Regions from separate parts of the Mus musculus genome. Here regions 2 and 3 are each linked to region 1. Evidence: chromatin contacts called from public Hi-C and HiChIP or PLAC-seq data. All regions are on one chromosome and are shown on one strand. The core of a region is the stretch at or near the end of the contact, and the rest is flanking DNA. Distances in the headings are between cores, read along the strand shown.

Region 1 (2,688 bases), core at 135-2,634:
AGCTGTCCCCACAGTCCAAGGGACTCAATCCCTATCTCTAGATGCATTTCAACCGAAGCACACCTCTCAAGTCTCTGTATACTAGGGGGGTCACAGAGCCCCGCCCTGCCCTAACAGCGACCACGCCCCTCCCAGCCCACTCTTGGTCCGCTGTTGACTCTCCTCTCCCCAGTTTGGTTCCTACGGAGGTCTCTTGCCGACTTCGTGCTGAGGGGCAGTGACCCAGGGCTTGCTGCCTCAGTTACGGGAGACGCGGCGCGGTTCCCCTCTTGTACCCATCGCGCAGAGAGGAGTGAGTCTGTGGTGTCAGGGATCAAGAGAAGGCCGGCCGGCTGGAGCTACCTGGCTCCCCCAGAACCGCTTGGGGCCCAACCTGTACCCCGCCCTTACCCTCTCAGTTGGGGGCTTGGAGTGAGCGCCTAGCTGCCCCGGGGCTCCCCGCCCCCGGCCGGCCCCGCCCCAGGATGGCCAGTTCCCATAGCAATCGCACAGACACCGGTTGCCAAGCAACCCCTCCCCCTCCTCCCGCGTCCGCTTTCCCCCCAACCCTAGACTCCTCCCGCCCCCACGCCAGCCTCCACCTCCCCCAGGGGCGCCGGCGAGGCCCCTGGGGATCGCTCCGCTCTCGGGTTGCGCGCGCGTGCGTGAGTTTCTGTGTGTTTCATTGTGTCTGTGCGCGAGGGGGTGTGCGCGTGCGAGCCGAGAGTTTGTGGGATCGGTGTGTTGGGGAGGTCCCCAGCCTAGAGGGACCCGAGGCTGCTGCGCCCGTGTCCACTCGGGAACCCACCCTCCCAGCTTTAGGTTCTTTGTGTCTCGCGTGGAGCCAGCGCCGCGCCCACCCCTCCCCCGGCCCACTCCCCGGGGCAATGTGTGCGTGTGCATGTGTGCGTGTTATGTGTGTGCGTTGGGGGTAGGGGTCCTACCTTCGATGCAACACACCCGCCACAGTCCCGAATGGGTGAGGTCGCCGCGAGCGCGGCGGGGCGGGGGCCCGTCGTCCATGGTCAGGTTGGTGCCGTTGCAGATGTGCGCGCTGGAGTACAGCCAGTAGTCGGTGCCGATGGCGATGGCCATGAGCGAGAAGGCGGCGAAGGCTCCGGCCGTGGTCAGCAGCATCTGCAGCCCGCGGTCGCATCGCACCATGGTGGGCGCCTCATAGTCCGCCGCCCGCCGGCCCGGCCCGCCGCGCCCGCCCGCCCTCCTCCCTCGGCGCGCGGCTCCGGGGGCTCCAGGGGCTGGGGGGCCGAGGGCCGGGGGGCGGCGCCGCGCTGCGCGCTCCGACCCCGCGCCCCGGGCGTGCCTGCGCTCCGGCTGCGCGGGGCTCAAACTCCGAGGCGCGGCGGCGAGTGAGGGCTGCGCGGGCTACGCGGGCCGCCGGGCGGGCTGGCGGCGGCGGCAGCGGCGGCGGTGGCGGCCGGGGGCTCCTCCCTCTCGGCCCGCCCTCCCCTCCGCTCTTGGCCCGCGCCCTCCGCGCCTCCACCCACCGCCCGCCGCCCGGCGCGCTCTCTCGGCGCCGCCCCTCCGCCTCTGGCCCCGCGCTCGCTCTCCCACGGCCGGGATTTTCCCTCCCCTCTCTCCCCTCCCTGCGCTCACGCGCGCTCTCTTTTCTCTCCCAGGCTTCATTCACATTATCAGAGCGAAGGAAGCCGAGGGAAAGAAAGATTGGTTCCCTGGAAGGACCCCGGGGAAGCTGCGTCTCCAGTCACCTCTCTTTCCAACCCGGGACAGCCAGGATCTCCTTAGTCCCCAGGATTCTGTATCCCATTCTGTGGGATGGAGATTGCGTCCCCTTTCCTTCTTTCCCCACGGCCTTATGGCTGTACCTGGTTATGAAGGTCTAGGCAGGGATGTACTGTGAGACTCCTCGCGTTTCCAAAGGGCCCAGATGTGGGTCACAGACGGGAGACATTCTTTATGGGCCAAGCCAGATGAAGATCACCTCCATTTCAACCGAAGCAAGCCAAGGGGTTCTAGCAGGCACTGGGGAGCTCTGGACTTCTTCGAAGGGGGACTGAGGATGTGACACACTACAGTCACACTTCTGATAGTCCATTGCTGATAGAGGCAGGAACACCAGCAACTACATTGTAGCCTCCAGCTGTTTCTTCTCCCTGTCCTTCTCTGAACCTTTACTTTTTCTCCGGTTGGCTCTTCCTCAGCCTAACCGGCTCTTCCTCACCTCCCCTTAACCTTGTCAGACTCTGCCTCGGGGCCTCTGGCCTCTTCCCTTAATTGCTTTTGGTGCTGGCAGGGTCCCAAGCTGGATACACTCCGAGCTCCTTGGAGCCAGGCTCCTTCCTTGCCACCCAGTTCCCCTCCTCCCCTGCAGGAGGCCTGAAACCCACGGGGGGGGGGGGAACTCAGGCCATTTCTTACACCCTTGTCCCTGTTGCATCCTCGAGGGTTGTTCTGTGGGCTGCTGTTCTGACCCCCTGGGATTGAAAGAGACACATGGAAAGCTGCTGCCCTTGCAATTTTACCTCCCGGGCCACTTTCCCAGCTTTCCTCAGAGAAAATAAATGAATGACCCCAGCCTCAGAGCACTCACTGTTCTTCCTCTCTGGAGAGTGTGAGCTCCCCCCTCGTATATAGCCGTGTGTGGTAGCAATGTGCAAATGTTTGCCCTGGGAAAAATTATCTTTTGCTGGGAGAAGGGAATATAAACAAATAGAAAAAAAAAACCAGAAT
Region 2 (2,688 bases), core at 112-2,611, 180 kb before region 1:
TGGGTTACCTTGCTTCTCCCTCTGCTGCAGTAGACCAGGCCTTCTCTTGTTACTGGCCTGATTCTTGTTCATGTAGTCGGAAAAAATCTCATGAAACCAAACTTACTGTATAGCTCTGGCATTTGAAAATTGAAATATCACTTCAGAGATAATGAGCTAACAAATGCTGGCATTGGCCCTCCGTGTTTCTTAGGAGCTAGACCAGTGCTTTTACAGTAGTTGGAAATTTTGTTGGCTGTTATTGTGCCTCCTGGGAAGGCTGAGATTACATAGACTCCAGGATTGATCCAGAATGTGGTGTGCAACAGTGGAAAGGATTGTCTCTGTTCATTTAGCACCCTAAATGCTTTGTATTTAAAGTGTTTGAATTTCAAAGTGCTGTTCTTTAAAGGATTCATCTTATTTTGAATTCTGTGTCTGTCTTTTTGTGCATGTGCAAGTATTTGCATGTAAGTGCAGGTGCCCAAGAAGGCCAGAGGAGAGGGGCAGAGCCTCTGGAGTGGGGCTTCATTAGAGTTATCCAGGTTAAAGAGGCCGAGTGGCCAGCGACTTAACCATTAGTAGGAACACACAGTGCCTCCAGAATCAGGGCTTTGTGACAGTATTGTAGAGGAATAGCAGTTGGTGAGAGAGGAACCTTCAGTGTAACTCAGCTTTTAGCATGGACACACGGAATGGTGGAGCCTTTTTTTTTTTTTTTTTTTTTTTTTGGTTTTTCGAGACAGGGTTTCTCTGTTGTAGTCCTGCTATCCTGGAACTCATTCTGTAGACCAGGCTGGCTTCGAACTCAGAAATCCGCCTGTCACACACATGGGAGGGGTCAGGGGTTATTTGGTGCTACATGTCTGGGCATGGAGAATGCAGGAACAAAGGCATCCATTAGGGAGTAAGATGAGGGCACACTGGGCTTTGAGAAGGTGTCCGAGTTTGGATGGAAATGGAGGAATAGAGGACAGACGGCAGAAAGCCTCTGGACGTTTGCAGAGGAGGGAGTTTAAAGAGGAGGGTTGCTGCAAATACAAGGGAGGTGATTTGAAGCTTGGACATCACTGTTAGCTATAGAGAGCTCCTGTCAGTCAGCAGTGTATTAGAGGTAGTGCTGTCTCCCAACCCTGAGCCAGTTTTAATTACCCCAGGTCCTTCTCAGTGTATGGAAGGCAGCTCTATTTAAAGAAAGAAGCTTTATCTAAAGAATCATTCAAGACACAAGATTCTAACTATCCTGGACTAGCTTTGTAGACCAGACTGGCCTTGAGCTCACAGAGATCCTCCTGCCTTTGCTTTCCCAGTGCTGGGATCAAAGGGATGTACTGCCCTGACCCCCAAGCCCCTGCTGTGAACGTTTTAACTGTGTAAGCTAGTCTCGATTCTCTGTGATGCCTTCAGATGCATAGTCTCTCATAGTCCCATGCACGTGTGGGTGCATGAGGGTCCCGATGGCTGTCTACTAAAATAGGCTTGGTCCCCCCCTCCCCCCATCATTCCTGCACTAGAGTCAGTTCCTTATACTAACTAGCAAACTTGTATTTCGGTTGTTATTTGTTAGCATTACTGAAAGGGAATGTTACGTCTGGATTCTTTGGGAAAGACTTACCTCGCAGGCACTGACCTGAAAGTCCGCTCTAGCTTTAGTTCAGTGTCTTTCCTCCTAGGTTAGGCGCTATTAAAGTCTTAAGTATCTCAACTATGTTGTAAGTGGTTCTCCTATTAATGTATTCCACTTTATTACTTATAAAGTAGTCACCCATAGTTTACTCAGACTTACAAGAATTATTTATTTGTGCTTGTGCATGTGTGTGTATGAGAGGCAGGGCTTACATACAGGGGTGAGAGGAGTCAGTTTGCATCTTCTACCACGTGGCTACTAGAATGGAACTCAGGATATCAGGCTTGGCACAAGGCACTTTTACTCACTGAGCCCTATCAGGGGCCCCATGCAGTCTTTTAAAAATGCATACCTTCAACGCAACTAATGCTTATGTAACTTGTCTTCAGCTTGGGTTAAAGGCAGAAAGATATCATCTATAGAGTTGCTAACTTGTACAGTGTGGAATTGATAGAGTTTCATATTCCTTATGTTTATATTTGAATTTCTTTGTTGTGTTTTTCTAGTTCTTACAGTTTTGATACTCAAATTAGTTTTCTGCTTTTGATTTAGGTTCAACCTTAAAGTGCAATTGCAGATTTTAGCAAGCTTCATGCTCACTGGAGTTTCTGGGGGTGCAAAGTATGCTCAGAATGGACAACTTTTTGGTCGTTTCAAGCTTACTGAAACCCTCTCGGAAGACACTTTGGCTGGACGGCTGGTGATGACCAGGGTCAATGCTGTTTATTTATTACCAGTCCCTAAAGAGAAGCTCGTTCAGTCCCAGGGAACCAAAGAGAAGGTTTATGAAGCTACTATTGAAGAAAAAACAAAAGACTATGTATTTTTAAGGATATCCAGGGAATGCTGTGAAGAGCTTAGTCTGCGGCCTGACTGTGACATCCAGGTATGTTTGCAGGCAGTGCCTTCCTTCTCCCAGGAGTGTGTCACCTATGCCAGCGGTCGCCCTGGACCAGAATGCATGTGACTTTGAAGTCTCATCCTGGCTGGTTGGAACTACAGCTTCAGTCACCTTTTGAGTTTAAGGAACGTGTAGTCTGTTCCAGTCTTGTAGAAGCTCTAGACTTCGACATCAGCAATGG
Region 3 (2,688 bases), core at 118-2,617, 140 kb before region 1:
ATTGAACCTGGGGCGCACCAGCTCCACAGATCCCCGTGGGTTACAGGCTCCACCCCAGCCTTTATTTGTATGGGCGTTGTAGTTCAGAACTCAAGTCTTCATGCTATGCAGCAAGCATTTTACCAACTGAGTCCTCTCTTTAGCCGCATACAAGGTTCCTTCTAATCTGTAGTTCATAGTAATATGCATATATATTTTAATTCTCTATGTATGTAGTATATAGATACAGTCCATTTGTTATTTACTGATGAGTTCTGAGAAAGGCAGTTTTGAGTGCTGTCACCATCAAAGCAAATACCAGGAAGGACAGCCATGATACTGTTTGGCAGAAATCATCACTTTATGTATGCAGTGTGGTATGACTAATTGTTATGCAGAGTGTCACTCTTTATAGATGTGAGTATGTGCATGTATCATTACAAGTATATAAACATGTATGCATATGTGTGTGTAAGACTAGAAGTACAGATTTTCTATAAATTGAGCTACTCTCAGTTTTGAAAACCTCATTACATGGTTCATAAATACATGGTTCATAAATACATGGTTCATAAATACATGGTTCTGTATTAGTGTTGTGAGGCAAAGTTTCTTATGGTCTTGTTGTATATAGTATGCTCCTAGGCTATCTACACTTTTGTCATTGAGAAAGATTCTATCTACACTGTACTTAGATAAATATTAGCCTTAAAGATTTGAGGTAGGATGAAGTGGAAACTTAAAGGGTTCTTTGGAGAGTCTGTTGTGTTGGATGGTGTTTTGTTGGGGCAAACGTGTGAAGGAATGTTGTCCTAAAGTGGACACAGGTGAAAGACTAACTCGTGAAGGAACATTTTATTGAAGCAGACACAGGTGAAAGGATGTTCTGTTAGAGTATGCATCTGAAAAGACACATGATGAAGGATTTTTTGTTAATAACATGTATGTATAGGTCTGTCTTATATTGTGTAGTTGAGCTGCATTTGTCTGGATTCCATTAGAGAGAAACACACCAAAAATCTCCTGTGGTGTGCTGTAGTTTTTTTGTCGCTTTTTTGGACTCAAGCTGATTGGCACAGTGATGTCACTGAATCAGACACACGTGCCGAGGCAAGACCCATAGAGGATACGGGACGTTTAGAGGGTAGAGATAGGACTCGACAGACAGTGACGGAGTCAGAACTAGGTTTACTTAGAGAACTAGCTGTATAACACTTGTGGGTCTTGTGTCTTTGTTGATCATTGTTTCTATGAGAGAGGCACAGGCAAGAACTTGCCCTGGTGTCCCTCCTGGTCCCTCCTGCTGACTCGAGCCGAGGCTGAGGCCCGGCTGTCCCTGCTAGGCAGTGCCACCGCTGTGGATTCCTGCTTGCTATCCAGACTCTACCACACTAGCCTGCTGGTGCATCCAAAAGTGTTTGTGAGTGGATAGAGCTGCTGCAAACCTGTGAACTGAACTGCTGATTTTCAGACAACACAGATGGCAGTTTCTAAACAGGTCCTCTTCCCCCATATCCTTTCTTTTCCACTATCTCTGATGGGTGATGGGCTACAAGGGAGATAAAAATATTTAAGAACCATCAAAAATAGGTTTTAAAAACAATTAGTTACTGTTGGTATCCAACGTGGGGCAGTGGGCAGAATTTGAACTTATCTTTAGTTACTTCCATTCATCCACTGGTACTTGTAACCTGAATTTCTGAATCTTTCCCGCAGAAAGTTTTGGGAGCGGTTTATTGCCCTGTGTCATGAAAACCACAGCTTGCACGGGATCACGTTCGAACAGATCAAGGCACAGTTAGAGGCTTTAGAACTCAAGAAGACTTACGTGTTGAATCCACTGGCTCCTGAGTTTATCCCCCGGGCTTTACGACTGCAGCATTCAGGAAACAGTAGCAGACAGCAGCAGTCACCACCCAAGGTAAAGGCCCTGCTTTACACTGGCTTGTTGTTAAAGTACTGGAATTAGGGTCACATTTGGTGGCCACAGCTGTATTTGCAAGGAACTTTGCTGAGACTTGGGTGCTGGGGACCATGCTTACTGTTCAGTCGTCCGCTCCAGCTGTGAGGTGGCTGACAACCTGCAGTACCTTTGCCTACCCTCCAGCACTCCTCCCTTGATAGGCGCGAGGCCGGCAGCAGATGTGAATACAACCACAGCGTAAAGGGTTATTACTAAAGATATTTATTAACTTGTGAGTGAGTGAGTGTGTGTGTGTGTGCGTGTGCGTATGCGTGCATGCCACACATCTATGCCATGCAGATATGAGGAAGGAGGTCAGAGGACAACTTGGGAGTCAGTTTTGTCTTTGAGCAAATTTCCTTCACCTACTGATTCACCTTACCATCCCCAGTGACACACTTAAAGCATGTTGATACAAACTCTTATGTACAGAAATTACATTTTAAAATAATTTTTCAATAAAGAAAAGCAACCGTTTCATTTCAAGTGGTATTTGGACATAGTTGAGACAACTTGCTGGATTCTTGAAGATAGAATGGTTCTGCGGTCTGGAAGCAGCCTGTTTAGAATGGGTAGAGCTGGGGGTAGGGGGAGGTCAAGGCCATTTTCAGTTTTGAGCTACAGTTATTTTGAGCAAAGACAGCTGGCTTGTTTACTCCAGTGCATGAAAAAAAATTCTTGCATTTAGCATCCTGAAAAGCAGATTCTGAAACTGGCATGTGTGGGATTCACTGCAGTCTGCTGAT

Evidence for each region. A called contact is a pair of places that touch in the nucleus more often than the background predicts. HiChIP or PLAC-seq counts read pairs in DNA pulled down with a chosen protein or histone mark.
Region 2: a contact with region 1 is called in an H3K4me3 HiChIP or PLAC-seq map of embryonic stem cells, with 2.7 times the contacts expected there. The contact joins the enhancer-like site here to the promoter of Cacng4 in region 1. A contact is called at or near these places in 2 of 39 promoter capture datasets (both in embryonic stem cells), 7 of 484 Hi-C or Micro-C datasets (the HPC-7 cell line, cranial neural crest, embryonic fibroblasts and 4 more), 9 of 115 datasets of contacts at active chromatin or transcription factors (craniofacial prominence, embryonic basal ganglia, embryonic forebrain and 5 more) and 1 of 9 other capture datasets (embryonic stem cells).
Region 3: a Hi-C map of cerebral cortex shows a contact between it and region 1, with 2.0 times the contacts expected there. The contact joins the enhancer-like site here to the promoter of Cacng4 in region 1. A contact is called at or near these places in 4 of 39 promoter capture datasets (the HPC-7 cell line, cranial neural crest, hippocampal neurons and 1 more), 4 of 484 Hi-C or Micro-C datasets (the HL-1 cell line, cerebral cortex, nephron progenitors and 1 more), 10 of 115 datasets of contacts at active chromatin or transcription factors (SST interneurons, craniofacial prominence, embryonic basal ganglia and 7 more) and 1 of 9 other capture datasets (pancreatic islet).

The regions. Positions count from the first base shown.
Region 1 is chr11:107,793,322-107,796,009 of GRCm38.p6, forward strand. Cacng4 (calcium channel, voltage-dependent, gamma subunit 4) reads right to left here and starts at 1,385. Exons shown (of 4, transcript NM_019431.4): 1 at 924-1,385. The coding sequence starts at 1,143. Gm11650 (predicted gene 11650) reads left to right here and starts at 551. Exons shown (of 2, transcript NR_165828.1): 1 at 551-644; 2 at 1,617-2,532.
Region 2 is chr11:107,616,825-107,619,512 of GRCm38.p6, forward strand. It overlaps Helz (helicase with zinc finger domain), which reads left to right. Exons shown (of 33, transcript NM_001368755.1): 14 at 2,159-2,492. Among named protein-coding and RNA genes, the nearest start is that of Mir6932, 20 kb to the right of the region's middle. Within about 2 kb of position 1,362, at least 10 of the 459 cell types and tissues checked have an H3K27ac peak or open chromatin away from gene starts, as enhancers often do. A contact at or near this core is called in embryonic stem cells, where this site is marked.
Region 3 is chr11:107,654,349-107,657,036 of GRCm38.p6, forward strand. It overlaps Helz (helicase with zinc finger domain), which reads left to right. Exons shown (of 33, transcript NM_001368755.1): 24 at 1,696-1,900. Among named protein-coding and RNA genes, the nearest start is that of Mir6932, 18 kb to the left of the region's middle. Within about 2 kb of position 1,368, at least 5 of the 459 cell types and tissues checked have an H3K27ac peak or open chromatin away from gene starts, as enhancers often do. A contact at or near this core is called in cerebral cortex, where this site is marked.